3 separate regions of the Mus musculus genome follow, and regions 2 and 3 are each linked to region 1. A link is a contact called in public promoter capture Hi-C data. All regions are on one chromosome and are shown on one strand. The core of a region is the stretch at or near the end of the contact, and the rest is flanking DNA. Distances in the headings are between cores, read along the strand shown. Region 1 holds the start of Npr2 (natriuretic peptide receptor 2). Region 2 overlaps Zbtb5 (zinc finger and BTB domain containing 5). Region 3 holds the start of Fbxo10 (F-box protein 10).

Region 1 (2,700 bases), core at 55-2,554:
TGAACTTTCTAGCCTGGAATTTTAGGAGTGAGGTGGATCCCTAGGTGGGGGTACAATGAACTTTAATTGCTGAGGCCTGTTAGGCTTAGTCAGTCCATAAGCTCCCACCAAGTGTGGCTCAGGAAGACAAAAGGACAAGGCCCTGGGAACAGATGGCTGATGGATCCAATAGGCATAAGAGCAGAACGACCGTGGAGACAGAAACAGAGTGGAGAGTTGAGTCCCCAGGAAGAGGAGGACTCGTGGACTCCATAAAGATCCGAGAAGAATGGAGTCCTTTGGTGCCATGAGGGTCTGACTTCCTCCTGCCTGAGGAAAAGCACTCTGGCGTTGAGGAGATGGGTAGAGTTTTCCCTACCCAGGAATAAATGGATACCCAGTGATTGGGGATTTCTGACAGTTTCCTGGAGACTGGAGCATCTGCGGAAATCTGATTGAGTGAATGGACTCTAAGAAAAGTGGGGTGTCAAGGGAAGAAGGCAGGCATGAGTGAGATGGGAGCAGTCCTGTGCACAAGGGGCTTGGGGGAAGCAGAGGAAGGCCCTTACAGTATGGGGACGCCCATGAACCTCGCTGGCCTAGAGGCCCGGGGTGCTGAGCCCCTGGGGCGCTCACCGGGTGGTTTGGGGACTGGGAGGTCCCTGGGCGCCAGGCAGGGGTGGGGGTGGCAGCAGCAGCCGGAGGGTGGGGCCGGGCGGGGAGGGGAGGGGGAGGGGCGGGGTCGGGCGGCCTGCCGGGGAAGTCACACTCGGCCGCCGCCGCGGGCGCAGCGAGCGGAGACGCGCCGGGCCGAGGCGACCTGACCTGGACGAGCGAGCGGCGCGCGCGGGGGCCCAGGCGGGGGGCGGGAGGCAGCGGCGGGCAGCGCAGGCCGCCGGGCCCGGGAGAAGCGGAGCGGAGAGGAGCGGGGGACACGGGCGGGGCCGCCGCAGCTCCGGATGGGACCAGCGCCCGGGCCCGTTAGTCCAGGCAGGAGCTTCGGGAGAAGCCGTCACTGGGAGAGTCACCCCTGCCTTTCCCTCCCCTCTGGCCCAGGCCTCGCTTCGCTCCCTGCCTGCCCATGTCCCAGTCCTTCCGCGGCGGGCGCCCTCCCACCTCAGCCCGGGGCTCTGGCTTCTCGCAGCTCTTTGCTCTCCCGGCCCGATCAGCTGTGAGGTGTCCCCGGGCCGTTTCTTTGTGCCAGCCTCCCCCAAGTCCCTACCCCATCCCAGGCTCAGATTCCTCCCTTCTCGGCTTGGAATTGTCAGGCTACTTCACCTCTCACTGTCCTCATCCCGGTCGCAGGCCCCCTTGGTCTCTTCTTCCTTCTGCCACCCTATCCTTAGTCCCTGGACCTGGCTGTGGGCTGGTAGCCCACTCCTTCCCGACCCAGGTTTCCCCCCATCCTCTTCTTGCGTGGTCCCCAGCACTTTCTGTATCCGGGCCGACTAAGCTTGCCCCCACTTCTCTTCCTGGCCCTCTTCCCCAGGCTCCAGGCTGGGTGGCGCTTGTGCCTGCCCAGTAGGCCAGAGCGGCCCCTGGTTCGGGGGACCGTGGGTCAGCTGCTCTATCCCCATGGCACTGCCATCCCTGCTGCTGGTGGTGGCAGCCCTGGCAGGTGGGGTGCGTCCTCCGGGGGCACGGAACCTGACGCTGGCGGTGGTGCTGCCAGAACACAACCTGAGCTATGCCTGGGCCTGGCCACGGGTGGGTCCTGCTGTGGCACTGGCTGTGGAGGCACTGGGCCGGGCACTGCCCGTGGACCTGCGGTTTGTCAGCTCCGAACTAGACGGCGCCTGCTCTGAGTACCTGGCACCACTGCGCGCTGTGGACCTCAAGCTGTACCATGACCCCGACCTTCTGTTGGGCCCCGGTTGTGTGTACCCCGCTGCCTCTGTGGCTCGCTTTGCCTCACACTGGCGCCTTCCCCTCCTGACTGCGGGGGCAGTGGCCTCTGGCTTTGCAGCTAAGAATGAGCATTATCGTACCCTGGTTCGCACTGGCCCCTCTGCGCCCAAGCTGGGTGAGTTTGTAGTGACATTGCACGGGCACTTCAATTGGACAGCTCGGGCTGCTTTGCTGTATCTGGATGCTCGCACAGATGACCGGCCCCACTACTTCACCATCGAGGGCGTCTTTGAGGCCCTGCAGGGCAGCAACCTCAGTGTGCAGCACCAGGTGTATGCCCGAGAGCCAGGTGGCCCTGAGCAAGCCACCCACTTCATCAGAGCCAACGGGCGCAGTAAGTGTGGCCCGGGCTGTTTTAGAAACAGGGGAGGTGGGCCGCTATGTCCCTGGAGCAGTGCAACACAGAGAAATAGGCAGAGATAGGAAGGGGAGAGTTCTATGTGATGGTTGGGATGGAGGAACTTTTGAGGACAGAGCTCCTGAGAGAACCTGGCATCAGTCAGAGGTCAGCAAGGCTGAGCCTGGGGCTGGGGTTTGAGTAGTGGATGTGGGTGATGTCTGATCTGAAATGTGCACCTGTCTGTGAGCAGAGACCCCTTAGATTGGAACACAAAGCCTCTTGGTAGCATAGAGATGACTCTATGGGTTCAGGTTTGATTGGGAAAGCAGGTAAGGCTCACACAAAAATTGTGAGCACAAGTGCTTGTGAGCCTAGGGAGAGGTAGGCAGGAGGGGACGTGGGGGCTGTGAAGTCTAGCAAACACAGCTTTGGGGGAAGGAGGGGCTTGGGTCATCACGCCAGTCTCTGGGGTC
Region 2 (2,700 bases), core at 49-2,548, 1.4 Mb after region 1:
CGTATGTGTAACAGGTAAAACTGGAAAACACAAAGGTGATCTCCAGTTTCTCACAACATGGACAATGGTATGAATTTGTAGAAACAGATACGAGCATGCTACCTTCCAACATTTAGCGGCAAAGAGTGACCTAGGTGTGAGATTGAAAAGCGGTGGCGCACGCCTTTAATCCCAGCACTTGGGAGGCAGAGGCAGGCGGATTTCTGAGTTCAAGACCAGCCTGATCTACAAAGTGAGTTCCAGGACAGCCAGGGCTACACAGAGAAACCCTGTCTCAAAAAAAGAATAAAGGTTCCATTCCCAGCAGCCACAGACTCAAAAGTGTCTAACTCTCAAGTTCCAGTGGGCCCAACACCCTTTCCTGGCCTCTTCATACATGTAGTACATAGACATACATATAAGCAAAACAGCCACACATATAAAATAGAAACAAGTCTAATTAAGAAGTAGGGCTGAGGAACTTGCTCAGTGATTACCAGAACTTGTTGCTCTTCTACAGGACCTGGACTTGATTCCCAGCATCCACATGGTGGCCCATAAATCTCCTGTATATCCAATTCCAGGGGATCCAACTTCTTCCCTCCTTAGGCCCGGCTCACTCTGTAGACTAGGCTGGCCTTGAACTCAGAGATCTGCCTGCCTGGTTCCCGAGTGCTGGGATTAAAGGTGTGTATCGCTTCCCCTTGCGAGAATATTATTTCTGAATGGGGGTTTGGGTGACATTTTCTGACAAAGAAAGTAATGTCTAAGCACTGGGGGCAAGGACATTTATAAAGCTGGCAAATAGGCTTAACTGGTTCCATTCTGTCCTTCTCTAACTTTTGTCCTCCTAGGTTTCTGTTCTGCAGTTACCTTGGATTCTAGGAATAATATGACAGATAGAAAAAAAAAATTGTCTTTAGGACAGAGAAATGGAACTAATCCTATCCATGCTAAACCTAGCTGGAAAAGGTCTCCCAGTCCCAAATGGGAACAAACCACCCCGAGATTAGCTCTCCTAAAGCTTATGGGAAGCAGATGTGCATGCTGACAGGGCAGCTGCTGTTCTAGACCCACTTCCAGGAACCAGAACAAGGACAATGGCCAGCCAGACCACTGGCCTGACCAAGGTGACCTGCTCTGTCAGCTGAGCAAACTTTCAGTCTCTGCTTGTTTCCCTTTCCTACAAAATCTCAAGTTCTTGTCAGCTGATACAAGACATATCTGAGATTACTGAGCCTGGCTGCCCTCCCCGATGTGGTCACCTGATTAATGCTGCTTTCCCACCCTTCGACAAGGCTCTGCTTGGTTGGCAGGTTGGGCGAGCTGGGACTGGTCTACTGGGACTTCTAAAGGACCTTTGCCCTGAATCTTTAGTAATAGTCTCTTACCAGTAGAAAAGATAGGAGAGAAAAAGTTAATTTCTTATACTGAGTTTGCTTTTAAAGCAGTATGAGCCACTTAAAATTGACAATGATCAGGATTTGACCATGCTGAGCTGCTTTCGACCTTCTTTCTATTCAATAACGAATATAATGTATGTCGAAGTAGATGTGTTTTGTGTGTGTGTGTGTGTGTGTGTGTGTGTGTTTAGTCTTTTTGGGAGGAAGAAACAGCAGGCTTCATCTCCTTGTCATTCTTCCTTGACCTCCTTGTAGTAGAAATTAAACGGGATAACAAAAGGTGAATGCCTTGCAATTTTAGAGAAAGATGATGTTGAGCTAATTTAAAATCATGACTGAATAATTAAGATGCACTGAAAAATCAATTATACCATGTTAACAATATCATATACAGGGGCAAAACAGGAAGCAATTCACTCTAATCATTTTAATTTGAAAAGCTTACTATAAAGGATTTGTAAACCCACTTATTGAATATAAAAAGTAACAGATTATCATGTATAATTTCCAAAAGGCACACCATCATTTAATCATTCATTAAAGTTTGCAAAACAAATAGTTTGTTAATTTCCATTTATATAAGGAAGAGCCTCACTCCTAGTCAGTTCTTCTCAGTAACAAACTTCCTCAAGAGCATAAAGGCAAATCTGTAAAACTCACTCATTACAATTAGAGTGAAATAACTGAGGATGGGTCTTCTAATTGCACCACATTTTATTAAGTCTAAAATGCCAGTGGTTATAAGCCGAATTATTTTGTGTAACACCAGAGAAGATGGAAAGAAAGCTGTCATTTTTGTTTGTTTTGAGACAGGGTCTCCTGACCCAGCATCCAGAGTCCTGGAATTGAAGGTGTAAGCCCGAATATAAATATTATCAATTAAGCTATAATATGCTTACTTATGCCACTCATCTTCAAAAGAATTTAATAAAATTAGTTTCAGGGCTAGAGAGATGTCTCAGCAGTTAAAGAGCATTGACTGCCCTTCCAGAGGACCCAAGATCAAATCCTAGCATGGCAGCTCATGACTGCCTGTAACTCCAGTTTCAGGGGACTTCACACCTTCACACAGACATATATGCAGGCAAAACATTAATGCACTTAAAATATTGTCTTAGGGTTTTACTGCTGTGAACAGACACCATGACCAAGGCAAGTCTTATAAAAAACATTTAATTGGGGCTGGCTTACGGGTTCAGAGGTTCAGTCCATTATCATCAAGGTGGGAGCATGGCAGTATCCAGGCAGGCATGGCACAGGCAGAGCTGAGAGTTCTATGTCTTCATCTAAAGGCTGCTAGTGGAAGACTGACTTCCAG
Region 3 (2,700 bases), core at 10-2,509, 1.5 Mb after region 1:
GAACAGTTGAGTTAGAACATAGGCAAGCTCAAGCATTCTTTCTACTACCCAAGGCCAACAGTGTTGATGGCTGAGCAAAATCAAAGTCCTGGCCTCGTTCTTGGTCTAGCTTCTCTGTGTGCAGGAGACGGCTGGATTCCATGGGCTCCTAGGCATCTTCCAGTAGACAGTCAATCACCCTACTGTATTTTTTTTTTTTTTTTTTTTTTTTTTGTGATAGCACATGCCTGACAGTTTTCTTTCCCCTCAGAGGGAATCTGATACCCATCTGCTCAAGTAAATTAGCGTTCCCATCCTGCCTGACTCATTCGGTAGGAACAACAGGTTCACATGCCAATATGAAACAGAAGGCAAAGGGGGCCTGGGAAAGGGGAGAGGGCTCCTCAGCCAAAACGACACATTTTTCAGAATCACATTCACAGAGGACGGTGTGCTTACTGCGAGAAAGACGTCTATCATGGACTCCTAGATTGCTATTTTAACAATGCTCACACGGAGAGTGCTCTCTAAGGAGTCCTCAACGTTTCCTGCTTAATCCTCACAGCAACCTCGGGCCGAAGAATTCATCTCTACTTTTATTTATTTATTTTTTTTTTCCATTTTTTATTAGGTATTTAGCTCATTTACATCATCTCTACTTTTAACAGAAGCACCACCGACGTGGCTCAAGGTTGCCTGGCTAGTGGGTGGTGGATGGAACTAACACCAACTCCGGAGTTCTGGCTCTCCAAACGGCTCTGCCATCAGTGCAGGAGGGAGGCCGGGCAGGGGGTCGTCCCCTCTTCCTTCAAAGATTTGCGGAAACCGAGTCTCCGCGACTTGTTAAAACCAGACCCACTGGGTGCGCGACTGCACGCTCTCTCCTGCATCCCAGGTGAAGGCTAGCAAACCGCAAAATCGCATTCATTCTCTCAGACACTTGCAAAGCCCTGGGGCTGGAGGCGACCGCGGGTGGGTCCGGGGTGGGGGCGGACGGGGGCACAGCTCTCCCGGAGCTCCGGCAGCCGAGGCCCCCCACCTCCCGCAGTGCCCCCAGGCCCGGTCCCCGCACCCCAGCCAAACGCTGGGCCCACGGAGGGACCGAGCGGCCGGTGAGCCTGGAGCATCCGCGGGCTCCCGAGAAGCCTCCTTCCTGCGCCTCTTACCTCAGGGAGCGGCGCTGCCCGGCCGCGGCCGCGACGCCCTGGAAGCCGCAGGGCTGCCGGAGGACTGCGGCGCTCGGCCACAGCGGGGTCCGACTTCGCCGCGAGCCCCGCCCCCGGTGGCTGTCACGTGACGCGGGTGTAGGGCTGGCCTGCGAGCGCGCGCGGCCGTGAGACTGGAAGGAGGGCGGGGCGAGCGGGGCTCGGCGATGGAGGGCGAGCGTGGCCTCCGAAGGGGTGGGAACAGCATCGTGGGCGGGAACTGCCGGAGGCTCCTAGGGGCCTGGAAGCGGGCGGATCCTTCCCATCACCACTATAGCCTAACAGCACCCTGGGCTCCGTGCATATGAGCACATAGGAGCTGGAGTCACCCTGAGCCCAGCTAGAAGTCAGGAAGGACTTGGGGCCATGGGTGGGTTGTGTGGAAAACGTTTGGCACAACGCAAATGATGTGTGTAGTACCTGTTGCACCAACTACTAGTTATGGGCCCAAGAGAACAAAGCGGTGGTGGCTCCTGTTCTGAAATCCACTCTGTGGCGGAGAGGATAAACCGGAAAAGCTGTTTAAGTCCATATGTATTTAAAATTATATGAAGTACATGAAAAGAGCTCTTTGGTTGAAAACTAGGGTTTGAGGAATGTGATGACCTCATGAGAGTAGCTATGTGAAAGAGGCCAGAGAAAGCTCCTGCGCTGAGGGAGACAAGACGACTCCTAAGAAAAAATATTTTTTTTGTAGATTTTTTTTACTTTTATGCGTATTTTATGCACCTGATTTATGTGCACACAGGGGGCCCTGGAAGCCAGAAGAGGGAGCCGGAGCCCTTGGAACTTGAATATAGACAGTTGTGAGCCACCAAGTGGATCCTTTGCAAGAGCAATAAACCTCCTGACTAGTAAGCTGTCTCTCCAACCCTGTATCCCACCATCCCGAGGTCTTAGATAAAAGGGTATTAGAGGTCATCAGTATTTCATAAGCCATGATAAAGGAAGCCATTGAAGGGGGAGAATGCAGGTGTTCGATACTCTGTGCTGAGAAGACAAGAGAAGTAGAGACTGGCCTGAAGTACTGGAAGTGGATATGGGGGCACACACACGGATCTGAGACAGTTTTGCAGTAAAGTCAAATTTGGGGGGGGTGTTGTTTTATGCAGTGGTTAAGGCAAATTCAGGGTCTTGCACATGCTGAGCAAGTGCTACCCCCCTGTACCCCCTGTACCCCCCTACATCCCAGCCTTCAACGATTCATTTGTTTAAACCCCAAACAAAACACCTAGACCCAAACCCAACAATTGAATGCTGACCGAGAGCTGTTCAGCAAGCACACAGATGTAGTGGAAAGGCCATGCTTAGACGTCGCTTACGTTTGGCAAACCGATCGCACGTCTAATCCTTTGAAAAGTGGCCCATTGTATGAAACCAGCAGGCTGAATATGAATTTCAATACCCAATTAAAAGCCTGAGTTCCTGGATTTGTGCTATCAAACATTATTGTTTGTGTTGGCATTTCTCTAAAAAGGTTAGGACATTCAAAGGACAACAATGGGGCCCGTCTAAC

The links. Promoter capture Hi-C pulls out the DNA fragments that hold promoters and counts their contacts.
Region 2: a promoter capture Hi-C map of liver shows a contact between it and region 1, with 4 times the contacts expected there. The contact joins the enhancer-like site here to the promoter of Npr2 in region 1. A contact is called at or near these places in 6 of 39 promoter capture datasets (3T3-L1-derived adipocytes, hippocampal neurons, liver and 2 more).
Region 3: a promoter capture Hi-C map of liver shows a contact between it and region 1, with 2.7 times the contacts expected there. The contact joins the promoter of Fbxo10 here to the promoter of Npr2 in region 1. A contact is called at or near these places in 2 of 39 promoter capture datasets (both in liver).

What each region holds. Positions count from the first base shown.
Region 1 is chr4:43,630,631-43,633,330 of GRCm38.p6, forward strand. Npr2 (natriuretic peptide receptor 2) reads left to right here and starts at 1,305. Exons shown (of 22, transcript NM_173788.4): 1 at 1,305-2,221. The coding sequence starts at 1,555.
Region 2 is chr4:45,004,398-45,007,097 of GRCm38.p6, forward strand. The region is part of intron 1 of Zbtb5 (zinc finger and BTB domain containing 5); the gene reads right to left. Among named protein-coding and RNA genes, the nearest start is that of Zbtb5, 6.7 kb to the right of the region's middle. Within about 2 kb of position 1,299, at least 20 of the 459 cell types and tissues checked have an H3K27ac peak or open chromatin away from gene starts, as enhancers often do. A contact at or near this core is called in 3T3-L1-derived adipocytes and liver, where this site is marked.
Region 3 is chr4:45,083,345-45,086,044 of GRCm38.p6, forward strand. It overlaps Fbxo10 (F-box protein 10), which reads right to left and starts at 1,260. Exons shown (of 11, transcript NM_001024142.1): 1 at 1,146-1,260.